Linked DNA regions of Mus musculus: region 2 is linked to region 1. The links are chromatin contacts, called in public Hi-C maps. All regions are on one chromosome and are shown on one strand. Each heading gives the region's core, a stretch centred on a gene start, on an enhancer-like site or on the middle of the called end of the contact. The rest is flanking DNA. Distances are from core to core; before and after follow the strand shown. Region 1 overlaps Aldh3a2 (aldehyde dehydrogenase family 3, subfamily A2). Region 2 overlaps Epn2 (epsin 2).

Evidence for each region. Hi-C and Micro-C count contacts between places; a contact is called where the count stands out from the background.
Region 2: a contact with region 1 is called in a Hi-C map of liver, with 2.8 times the contacts expected there. The contact joins two enhancer-like sites. A contact is called at or near these places in 1 of 484 Hi-C or Micro-C datasets (liver) and 1 of 9 other capture datasets (embryonic stem cells).

What each region holds. Positions count from the first base shown.
Region 1 is chr11:61,238,728-61,245,048 of GRCm38.p6, forward strand. Aldh3a2 (aldehyde dehydrogenase family 3, subfamily A2) reads right to left here. Exons shown (of 10, transcript NM_007437.5): 10 at 6,025-6,321. Among named protein-coding and RNA genes, the nearest start is that of Aldh3a2, 25 kb to the right of the region's middle. Within about 2 kb of position 3,979, at least 4 of the 459 cell types and tissues checked have an H3K27ac peak or open chromatin away from gene starts, as enhancers often do. A contact at or near this core is called in liver, where this site is marked.
Region 2 is chr11:61,545,215-61,551,444 of GRCm38.p6, forward strand. It overlaps Epn2 (epsin 2), which reads right to left. Exons shown (of 11, transcript NM_001252188.2): 3 at 936-1,697. The coding sequence starts at 1,530. Among named protein-coding and RNA genes, the nearest start is that of Epn2, 31 kb to the right of the region's middle. Within about 2 kb of position 1,422, at least 12 of the 459 cell types and tissues checked have an H3K27ac peak or open chromatin away from gene starts, as enhancers often do. A contact at or near this core is called in liver, where this site is marked.

The DNA of each region.
Region 1 (6,321 bases), core at 2,729-5,228:
CAGATTTGGTTCCTGGTTCCTGTGACGTGACAGGTCACAACTATCTGTAACTCCAGCTCCCCAGCATCCCATGTCTTCTTCTGTCTTACACAGGTACCAGGCACACATGTTGTGCACATGTATATATGCAGGCAAAGTACTAGTGCACATAAAAACTAATATTTTAAAACCTTCATAAAAACAAACAAACAAACAAACAAACCTAAAGACAGAACTACCCTATGACCCAGCCACATTTCTATGGCTAGCTTTAGCAATCAACTTGCTATAACATAGACTCATCTGGAAAGAGAGTCTAAATGAAGAACTGTCTACACTGGGTTTGCCTCTGACATGACTGTGGGGACTGGGGACTGACTTAGATAAGTTAATTGATGTGGCAAGATGCAGCCTAGAGTGGGCAACACAATGTCTTAGAGGGCCCTGAAATGTCTAAGAATGAAGAAGACATGTGAGCATGCATGAGATAATTTCTCTCTCTCTCTCTCTCTCTCTCTCCCTCCCTCCCTCCCTCCCTCCCTCCCTCCCTCCCTCCCTCCCTCTCTCTCTCTCTCTCTCTCTCTCTCTCTCTCTCTCTCTCCCCCTCTCTTTGGTTTTTCGAGACAGGATTTCTCTGTGTAGTTCTGGCTGTCCTGGAACTCACTCTGTAGACCAGGCTGGCCTCAAACTCAGAAATCCGCCTGCCTCTGCCTCTGCCTCCCAAGTGCTGGGATTAAAGGTGTGTGCCATCACACCTGGCTGAGACAATTTCTCTTTACTCTAGACAGTGGATGTGATTCTCCAAGCTCCTGCCACCATGACTACCACAATAGAATGGGCTGTAACCCAGAATTTCGAGCTAGAATCCTTTCTTTCTTAGTGCCTTAGTTAGGGTTTCTATTGGTGTGAAGAGACACCATGACCACAGCAATTCTTATAAAGGAAAACATTTAAATGTTAGTCAATTAACTGGGGCTGGCTTATAGTCCAGAGGTTTAGTCCATTATTCTCATGGTGGGAAACATGGCTGCATACAGGCAGACATGGTGCTGGAGAGGGAGAGTAGAGAGCTCTACATCCACATCGGCAGGCAGCAGGAAGAGAGCAACATTGGGTCTAGCTTGAGTTTCTGACTCCTCAAAGCCCACCCTCAGTGACACACTTCCTCCAATAAGGCCACACCTACTCCAATGAGACCACGCCTCCTAATAATGCCCTTCGCTATGAGCCTATGAGGGCCATTTTCATTCAAACCGTCACACCCAGGTTGCTTTTTATCTGGATTTTTTTTTAAAAGGAACATAAATGAAACTAGGGTACTACCTAAAGGAATTGTATCATCATATAGAGATACATGTATACCCAACATAGAGATACATGTATACCCATCATAGAGATACATGTATACCCATCATAGAGATACATGTATATCCATCATAGAGATACATGTATACCCATTGTGCTGGATAGTGTTATGGCTAAAGAAGTTCCATCTTATGCTAGGCATCCATCTTGGTATCCACTACCCATTTGTCTCCAACTCCAGTCCCTCAAAGATATGTGTCTGGTAACCCTGACTCAGTGACCCCCACCCAGTAATGTATAGCCATATCTTGTTTTGATATGACTGGGGGTTTCTTTGGTTTTGTTATTATTATTATTATTATTATTATTATTATATTATTATTATTTTGCTTTGGTAACTTGCTTACACTGATACCCTAAGGTTGTTTTGAGTTGCTTTAATCTTTTTTTTTAACTTGGCAGAACACAACAATTTTTATTTACTTGCATAGATATTGAAGGTGTTTGTGTGGTCCCCTTTAAAAGGCCTTCCCCATCCCCTTCTGTGGTGGTTTGAATATGCTTGGCCCACAGGGAGTGGTACTATGGGGAGGGTGTTAGGAGGTGTGGACTTATTAGAGGAAGTATGTCACTGTGGGGGGGGGAGGTTCAGGGGATTTGAAGCTCTGCCCAATGCAGAAGAGTCAGTTTTCTCCTGGCTGCAGTCAGATCAAGATATGTAGAACTCTCAATTCCTCCTGTGCCATGCCTGCCTGGATACTGCCATGCTTCCTGCCTTGATGATAATGGATTAAACCTCTGAGCCTATAACCCAGCCCCAAATTAAATATTGTCTTCTACAAGAGTTGCCTTGGTCATGGCATCTCTTCCTAGCAATGGAAACTCTTAACGAAGATACCCTCCTTCACAGCAAACTCAAATTTGGCTTGGAGATTATTCATCCTCCTAGCAGCTAACCAATAAATCTGTTAATTATAATTAGATTGAGTCTATGCTTTCCCCCACCCCAGGGGTCACAAACTCCATTGATTTTATGCCAACTTGCCACAAGTTACAGCTATCCAAAAGGAGGGGATTTCAACTGGGGAGATACTTCCATAAGTTCTGGCTAGAGTGCGTTTTCTTAATTAATGATTGATGGGGTAGAGCCAAGAAAGCAGGCTGAGCAAGCCATGAGGAGCAAGACAGTAAGCACCACCCCTCCACTGCCTCTTTATCAGCTCCTGCCTCCCATCCCTCATTCCTACCCTGTTTGCATTCCTGTCTTGGTTTCCTTCAGTGATAAGCCAAGATGTGGAAGTGTCAGCCAAATAAACCCTTTCCTTCCCAACTTGCTCTTAGGCATGGTGTTTGATCCTAGAACCCTGACTAAGACAACCATGTTCATAGAACCACACCATAGAAGCTGCCTGGATGCCCATCCATTGATGAATGGATAACAAGGAAATAATATTTGTCTACAACAGAGTTTTATTCCATTATAAAGGAGGAAATAGTGTCACAGGAAAACTCATAGATCTGGAAATCATATTAAGTGAAGTAAGCCAGAAAAACAACTATCACGAACTTCCTTTCATTATATGGACTCTGGAAAAAGTAGGGGGAGGGGACTTGCTGTCATTAGTTCAGATCCCAAGCATCTACGTAAAAAGCAGACATGGTGGCTCAAGCCTGAAACCTCAGCCGTCTGAGGGCAGAAATGGGCAGGTCCTTGGTGCCCACTGGCCCATCTACACAATTGGTGAACTCTAGATTCAGACAGTGATAGTCTCAAAAAAATAAGGTAGAAGGCAACTGAGGACTATACCTTACATCAGTCTAAACACACACACACACACACACACACACACACACACACACACACACACACGGGGAGCATTTGGAGAAAAGGAAGGGACCATATAAAATTATACATGTATCTGACAAAAAAATGTTACTTTGTACTATATACATTAAAAACATGTGAGCCTCCACACCCAGCCACCACCACCCCTGCCAAAAAAAAAAAAAAAAAAAAACCCTGGGCATGGTAGGCCACTTCTTTAATCCCAACACTAGGGAAGCAGAAGCAGGTGGATCTTTGTGAGTTCAAAGCTAGCCTGGTCTAATATACAGTGTTTCAGGGCATCCAGAGCTACATAGTGAGATCCTTTCTCTACCTCCTATATTTCAGAACCTATGCTGGATGGTACACAGGATTTTACAGATACTTTAAGGATCTTGAGGTGGGGTGATAGCTGGATTAAATTGATGTAATCCCAAGGGTCTTCATAAGGAAGGCAGGAAGGATGCAGTGCCCTGACCTCTGCCATAGACTCCTCAGGAGAGAAGAGATGAGAACACTCAGCCCTAGAAGCAAATGAGGCTGGGTGGAGTCGCATGCCCAGGTTGTCTCCTAATGGCAGTCATCAATGTACCCAATGAGTCCTGGGAGACCCTGGGCATGCCATCATGTGCTGTACCACTGGCTTCCCTCTGTGATCTCACTGCTACAGTGCTCGCCTTGATAGTAAAGAATCATAGGTGGCCACGAGTGGGCAGTGTGAGGATGTCAGGAGACTCGGAGTCACTTGGTCTCATTCACCACTTCTCTCTGGCAGGCCCCCGGAGCTTTGCAGTCATGTGCAGTTGGATTGGAAGCTTGCTCTCTAGTGTCCATCAGCTTCTGCTGGCAACCAGTCACACACTGTGCCTGGTCTGTGTAGGCAGAATAACTGTTCAGCCAGAAGTACCCAGAGGGCGTGGGATGTAGGGTACCCAAGCCTTAGCATCTGCAGTTATAGACACAAAAAAGGGCAGAAGCCCCCAAAGCTATCCCACAGTGCTGAAAGGGTTCAAACTGGCCTGGACCTGGGCAAGCAGCCCAAGAGACCTGAAAGATGAGCTTGTCCTGACACCATCTTCTTGACCTGATGTTCTAAGCAGAGCCTGAGTCCTACTACAGTGTGGCTTTGCCTCTGCAATCAGATGAAGTCATCCTGGCAGCTAGGAAACTGACTACAGGCTTAAAATCTCCTACTATGAAGACAGCTACAGACTGCTTTAATGTGTGTGTGTGTGTGTGTGTGTGTGTGTGTGTGTGTGTGTGCACGTGGGCACTCGAGAGTGCATGTGTGTGTTTTCCAAGACAAGTTTTCTCTGTGTAGCCCTGACTGTCCTGGAAATCTCTCTGTAGACCAGGCTGGCCTCAAATTCACACAGATCCACCTGCCTCTGCCTCCTGAGTGCTGGGACTAAAGGCATGTGCCATTACCACCCATTAAATTTTATCTTTCACAATATATTTTGATCATAGTCTTTGCCTTCCCTAGTCCCTCCCAGATCCTCCTACTTCTCCACCCACCCAACTTCGTGTTTTTTCTTTCTCTCTAAAATAAAACAGGAAACCAATAAAAACAAAAACATTCCAAAATTAAAACAGACCAAAACCAAAATCAGTAAGACAAAAAATACCAAAACAAAATGGAAGTACACAAAACACCATTGAGTTCACTGTTGTCAGCCACTGAGTTCACTACTCCTGAGCACTGGGCTTGCTCTGGAGTGTGGCTGCTACACCAATGACACTCCACTGGAGAAAATACAATTGTCCTTTCCCAACAGATATGGGACTGTGTCCACCTCTCCTTCTCAGTGCTGGGACTCTGTCTGGTTTGAACCTGTGCAGGGCTTGTACATGCTGTCACAGCCTAAGTTCACATGTGTATCATCAGTCCTGTGCTGTCTGGATGATACTATTCTGCCATGCATTTTCTCTCCTGAGGCCCAGCCAATGCAGCTCACTGTAACCTGGACTTCCTGCTGTGCGATTTCCCTGTCCCTGTACTCTGGAGTCTGTTTATGCAGTGCTTAGGACAGCTACCCCAGAATTAACTTCATGATGGGGTCAAGGCTGAGTGTTATGTACTCCGGGCAGGGGTATCCTTTCACATCCAGCCAGCAGAGAAAATGGGAACACCACCTGGGGGCTCCTCTAGGAGTAGCATCTTCTCACAAGTTGGGCCACTGTCATTAGAGCCCTCTAGACACTATAGGAAGTGAGAAACAAAGAAAGCCAGGCATCCATCCGTCACCAGCATATACCCCCCGTTCCATGAACAAGTGATCAAGTGCAGAAGGATCCTGCACACTTCCTTGGCACCTTTTGGTGACACTCAATTACACAGAGTGATGGTTATGCTGTGACCAACCAGGCTTTCTCATCTCTGACCCAGACTGTTCTTTGGAACATTAGCCTAACCGAAGAGTGAGAGTCCAGAGATGGTTGGTCTTTTTCCAGGATATAAATTGGATTTTAAATAAAACAAAATTTCAAAAAGCACTGATAACATTCCAGTCTTTCCTGGCGCTGTCTACCAGTCTTTGTGGAGCTGTGAGAAGGGTGAGCAAGCCCTTAGCTAGGCAGCTCTGGGTACCCTGGAGGCCACAGGTGGGAAGCCCGGCCAGGCAGCCCTCCTCTGCCTCAGTTCACCTGTCTCAGACTGAGAAGTGCTTGCTCTGTGGTGCTCTCCTTTACAGCGGTGCTACGGTGTGAGCAGAGCTGTAAAGCCCAGCTTGTCTGGTCACACAGCCTCAGGATGGCAGATGGCGCTGATCCAAATTCTCGGTTGTTTTCGGGCCTGTGACTGGTGGACACAGCTCTAGGCTCAGTGGTGACACATGGCACAATGACCATCACATACTCACAGAACAGAATGTGAGGTCTGAGAAAATTTCAAATAAAAAAGCATGACAACCAATGTTAGCAAACGACATCCTTGAGGGATAGAAAGGAAAAATGGATTTACAAAGGAACTTTGCATCATATCTCCATTTCTGAGGTCAAAATTAACACACAATAATTTATGAAATACATTTATTTTGAAGATCAGTAGAGTAAGTATTTTGGCCTAGCTAGAAGCTGTGATTTATAATTTACTATAACAACAGTAAGTGCAAGTTCAACATTGAAATTTTGTGCAAAATATTTTATGATTAGTCTATGACAACTGCTACTTAAGCAACTATTTGCTATAACGGGCCAATGATTTGTTCTTG
Region 2 (6,230 bases), core at 172-2,671, 300 kb after region 1:
CTACCCAGGGGGACTCACTTTCAGAAAGTAAAAAACAAAAAGGTTTCTGTTATGTTGACATAATGTACTGTTCTGAAGGATATAGGCTTGGAAGCCCGTTTCTACTGCATCCTAGGGCCACCAGAGCCACCTTTCTCTCTGAGTTCAGGATCCTTAGTAGCTGCCCAGCCCTAAGAAATAGAGGATGAACAGTGTAGTGTGCCTGAGATAACTTCTTGGCAGTGCCCAGGAGACTAGCAGGATCAGAAATCAGCTTCTACAAGGCCCAAACACCACTTCCTCTCCCTGAAACGTCTTCTGAATATAGAACAAAGACCCAAAGTGATCCAACACACAATCAGAACGCAGATCAGTCCTGCACAGCACAGACCCAGCCATACAAATCAAATCCTGGAGACTCTTTTGCATATGTGAGGAGAAAGTCTTACTGATGCTAACCTAGAGTGTTCCTTTCTAGGTGAAACAGAGACATCCAACCTTGTCTGGTTAATGAAATACTAAGGACTGAGCTATTATAGAGACCTGCAATTCAGTTGGTAGAAAAAGACACTGAATGCAAGATTCAGAAATAAATGATCAAGTACAAGGGTCATTTCCTCCTGGCTACTAGGTATTTGAGTCCCTGTAGGTTTGGAAAGCAGGACAATCCCTTGGCTGACTGACATTCTAGGACAAAAAAATAATCTGGCGAGACTGGCCTTGGAGTCCACGTTCCCCTAAGAACTTAAGAAGCATGGCATAGCCTTGACTAAATTCCCAGAAGACCCACAGAGCAGCCAGGGGGACCAAAAGCCCCTTTGTAAGTAACTCAATCTAGATCGAGGACGCTGTCGCCTGGGTCTCAGCCAGAGGCTGAGAACTAAGGTGCTCAGGTGTTCAGCCCCAGCACCTGCCACTCAGCTTTCGCATAAAGGTGAGGTACTTTGTTTACTCACAGCCGTGGTAGGATGCCGGCGAGCCCCCAGCCTTGCCATACTCCTGCTCTGAGTAGCTGGTAGAAAGGTTGGGCTGGCTGGAGCCACGGCCAAAGGTGATTTGGTTGCTGCCCACGCCAGTGGCCACCTGAGCCATGCGCTCTTTGGTTTTGAGAGCCTGAACTCTCTCAACCTTCAGCCGCTCCTCATCCTTGAGGAGCGCAACCAGTTGCTTTGATTTCTCTCGAACGTTAATACCCTGGTCTTTGCCATCACGGTCAATGTACTGAAAGTCCTTCAGAGTCTGTATGGCAAAGATGTTCTCACGGCACTGCTGGGCCACCCGCTCAGAACCTGTCTTGATAAGGTAGTCCAGCAGTGTCAGTGCCTTGTATACATGCCGCCAGTTCTTGCCATGGTCATTAAGTCGCTTCCAAACCATGCTCATGATCTCCGAGAACGCTACCACATTGTAGGTCAGGTCAGCAATCTCAGTCATCAGAGAGCTGGATGGGCCCCACGGGTCATTGGAGGTGGCCTCCCGGACTTTGATTTCAGCCTCTGAGTAATTGTTCACAATGTTTTTCATCTGCCGTCTGATAGATGAAGTTGTCATTTTTATCTTCTTTGTTACAAATGTGAAGCCCTTCAAGAGAAACTTTCCTGTCCCCTAAGCCTGCACCCTAGGAAGTTTCCGTGTCAGAAATGCAGATGGAACAAAATGGCCCTCCACAGTCATTTCCTCCTCCAAAGCCTCAGGTCCCAGAAGCTGGCAGCCATGCCCTAGAGAGAAAAAGAACACATTGCTTTTATAAGAAGCACTGGTGAGGATGGGAGAGCCCAAGACAAGCAGTGTACAAGAACATACCTAGTTCCATGGATACAAAAACATCCATCCTGCTTTCAAAACTAAGATCAGGTCAGAAATGCCACATGCTAAACAATAAACTCATTTAAACCTTAAGCAAACACCATGATCATTGTTCTATCTCCTAAGGTTTTTGCCGGAGTGGCTAGCTTGCAGTGGCCTATCTTTTTGTTTTGTTTTTTGTTTGTTTGTTTGTTTGTTTGTTTTTTCAAGACAGGGTTTCTCTGTTTAGCCCTGGCTGTTCTGGAACTCACTTTGTAGACCAGGCTAGCCTCGAACTCAGAAATCTGCCTGCCTCTGCCTCCTGAGTGCCGGGATTAAAGGCGTGCACCACCACACCCGGCTTTACTGCGGCCTATCTTTAATGCCAAACAAAAGCCGAATGTAGGAAAACTGAGGTACTGGGTGAGATGTCGTGATAAATGTATTTTTAACCTTTGGTGCTGGGTACTGAACTCTGGGCCACATGCATATCAACTATGTACCTCAGCACTGAGATGTACTCCTGTCCAGTCCTTAGAGTTTTCCGTGTTGGGGCAACAAAGTCTCATTTCAAAAATACCTTAAGCCTAAAATGCCTGTCTATGACTTTAAAATTGGGCTTTGGCTCATGAGCCCCTAACTGCCTAGAAAATTCTCCTTAAGTGCCATTTCTCTGTGACCCTTCCTGAGCATGAATTAGTGAAATGCTGACTGCTCTTCTATAGAAAAGCTAACAACCTACACTACCACCTTCCATTCCCCATATACCCCAGCTCTCAGGATCTTCTGACCAGGGACAAGCCTAACACCTCATCTCAGAGAGGAAAGCCGAACCCCAGAGCTGAATCACAGGCTCCAGTGCACACATCTCCTTCCTTTCTTCAGATGAACAAGAGCTAGAGTAAGGTCCACATCTCCCATCTCCAGCATGTATGGTGATCGCCATCTGTCCCATTCACAGTGAAGAGCCAGGATCCAACACTGTGCCCAACATGAAATAAACACCTGAATAAACGATATTACACTTACAAACAGTATTCCTGTCCTCAGGCCACAATCCTCATCTGTAAGATAAAGAAACAAATCTCAAGACAACTGAAGACTTGAGAGAAAACAAGGGCCCTCGGCAGCCCTGCTACAGTTGCTCAGTCCCTATGGCTTAATTCCTTGTAACAGTAGAGGTAGTTCCTTCCCATCAGAAATATAAAATACAAGGTGTGGAATCTTAAAGTTGGCTGGCTACTGTAACAGGCTGAGACCCTCCCTACAGATCCTCAGGCAGCCCAGAACCTGGCACCTAAAGTGAACCTTCCTCTCCCTGGATTGCTGTGGTGTTTCTGTCAGAGAAATACCAGACATCCCTAGTTTCTTTCTTCAAGACTCAGTTAAGCAGGCAATGGGTGCATGAAAAATAAACAAAAAGGCGACACAAAGAATACAATGGTCATTCATCACCTACAGCCACAGAGATAAGGAGACAATTCATAAAGCCTCAGCTGCCTTCTCTGCTCACTCAGATAGGCTGAGGAGCCCTGTCTGTGCCTGAGGCCAGAGCACTGACTCCATTAGATGGCGGCATGTTCTGCCTCTCTACCCATCTGTTCAGCTTTCATGAATCCCCAAAACCTGTCAGAAAACAGATAAAACCTTTTTCAGAGTGACTGTACATCTGATTTAATTAGGTTTTTCACTTGTAATTTACTGTATGCAGTAACAGGTTGGGCCTCATAGAAGAAAAAGACACCTCTGATTTCCAGTCAATCCGGATTGTAGTTCATTCCAAATATTGTCAAGTTGACAACCAGGAATAGCCACTACAATCCACCCCTTGTCAACTTGACACAAATAATATCTCATAGTCCAAGGATCTAGCAGTTACTCAGTCTCACGCAGCAAGCAGGCGAAGGAGCAAGAGCAAGAGCTAGACTCCCTTCTTCCAATGTCCTTATATTGTCTCCAGCAGAAGGTGTAGATCAGATTAAAGGTGTGTTCCACCACACCTTTAATCCCAGATGAAAGGCGTAGCCCAGATTAAAGGTGTGTTCCTTAAACTCGGAGATTCAATCTTCTGGAATCCATAGCCACTATGGCTCAAGATCTTCAAACCAAGATCCAGATAAGGATCTCCAAGCCTCCAGATAAGGGTCACTGGTGAGCCTTCCAATTCCGGATTGTAGTTCATTCCAAATATTGTCAAGTTGACAACCAGGAATAGCCACTACAATCCACCCCTTGTCAACTTGACACAAATAATATCTCATGTTCACATGAAACAATAACAAGGTTGTAAATACGCCTAACATGATATAACTATCCCTCGTACAATCGCAAACGCATTAGTAAATTTACAATGGGCATTCATATTACTTTATAATCCTCGTTTCTGCAATTGGTTACGTGGCCTTAATTGGTATTTATAACTACCTTCCTCTACTACCCATTCTGTATTTCCTTCACCTTCAGCCAGCACCTCAGCAGGTCTTGGCTCTTTTCCTGGAGGATTGAGCATTTCAGCTTAACCACAGATGTGTCAAAGTTGTTAAGTCATTTCAGATCCACCTAATGCCCACAACTTTGGGATATGTCATGTGATTGATTTGATATCCAGCAGTATGCCTGGCCCATACTTAGAGGTCCCAGGTTCAATTTCCAGAACCTATGCGACAATTCAGGGAACCAGGCATATATGCAGGCAAAGCACTAATACAAATAAAATAAAAATAAATCTTTAAAGCCAGACACAGCACTCAGGAGGCAGAGAATTAGAGGCCATCCTGGTCTACAGAGTAACTTCCTCCAGGACAGGCCCTGTCTCAAATAAATAAATAAATAAATAAATAAATAAATTTAAAAAATAATAAAATAATCTTTAAATGAATAAAAGTTTCTGAAAATGACTATGATTATAACCACAAAAATTGGTTAAAACTCCAACCAAGAGCAAAGCTGAGCACAACAGCTGCTCTGGAGAAATGCTGTGACCAGTACAGTGGCAGAGGTTACTTGACCAGTGAGGCCCTGGATTCTAACTCCCATTCAACATAAGCAGTAAGGGGCTAGAGAGATGGCTCCATGGCTGGTTTTGTTGTTGTTGCTGCTGCTGTTGTTGTTTTGCTTTTTATTGTTTGGGGTTTTGTTTGGTTTGTTTTTTTTTTTTTCTTGGCTTTTTTGTTTTTAAATATTCAGTCAAGTTCTAGGAAATTGACAAAAAGCACTTTTTTTAGTAAAATGTGTCAAATCAAAGGGAAGCAAATAGAGACTGAAACAAATGCCACTATTCTTTAAGGAAAGGAGGGCCAAGGCATCACATCATGTGACCCCCTACATCTACCTTGCCCTGGACTGCTCAGTTGTATGAAATACCTGTACTCCACAGCAAGTTATGTTGTTATAGGCAACACCTGAGAACACTGAGTGGGAAGCTAGCAACAGCAAAGGGATTGGGTAAAGAACTCCTTGAGCCCCAGCAGGGCCTCAAAAGCCCAGCTCATCCATACTAGACTCTCAGCACAAATGCCAGGCTGACATCAAGGGAACTCAGTGCTCCCCAAGAAAGTAGCATAGTCAACAAAAGAGAGGGGGGCCATCTACTCTCCTGCTAGTAGCATGACAGAAAACACTGTAACCATTACGTCACTAAATCTGGGGACACTGGGGAGATAGAGTTTACATACTTGAAAATGTAGTCAGAATTCAAGTGACAGTGAGTACTGAAAAGAGACAAACAAAAAACCTGGAAAAAAATTCCAAGGCTAGGGTGATATCCCATAGACATATGTCCTTAAGACTTGTGCAGCTAGGCAGGGAAATGCCATCCAACCTAGAACTGCATGGCTCTGAGCAGCCCAGCAAGGAATCTGTCAAACACAGGGGCTGGACAGATGGCTCAACAGTTAAGAGTGCTGGCTGTTCCAGAGGACAAAGGACTGGAGTTCAGATCCCAGCAACCACAAGGTAGCCCCCAACCATCTGTAATTCCAATTCCAGGGGCTCAGATACCCATTTCTGGCATCTTTGGGCATCATACAAATTATACATACATGCATGCAGACAAAACACTCAAACATATTAAATAAAAACAGTAAGGAGAACCTTAACCACTAGTTTACACCAGGCTCCATGGTTACTATCAAGGATCAATACCTACTCTGAGGGACACAACACCACCTGTCGTCTGTCACCACTCCCTCTCCAAACCTCAAAACACAGGTCATTCCACAATGATACTGCTAATCCAGGCCCAATCAATAAATTATTTGATTGACTGGGTATTCTTGTCTCAGATGGAAACTCAAAATGGGAGCCTAGGAGCTTCCTGTGACTTTACACATACTTCATCTTTCTAAAAGAAGCTAACAGCCTGTGAAGTGAATGTGCCTACATTTCCACCAGTATCATGCCAATATGTTCCACATACCCATTTTACCACGAGTTCCTGGAAATGTATTCATAATCCAGAAGCAGAA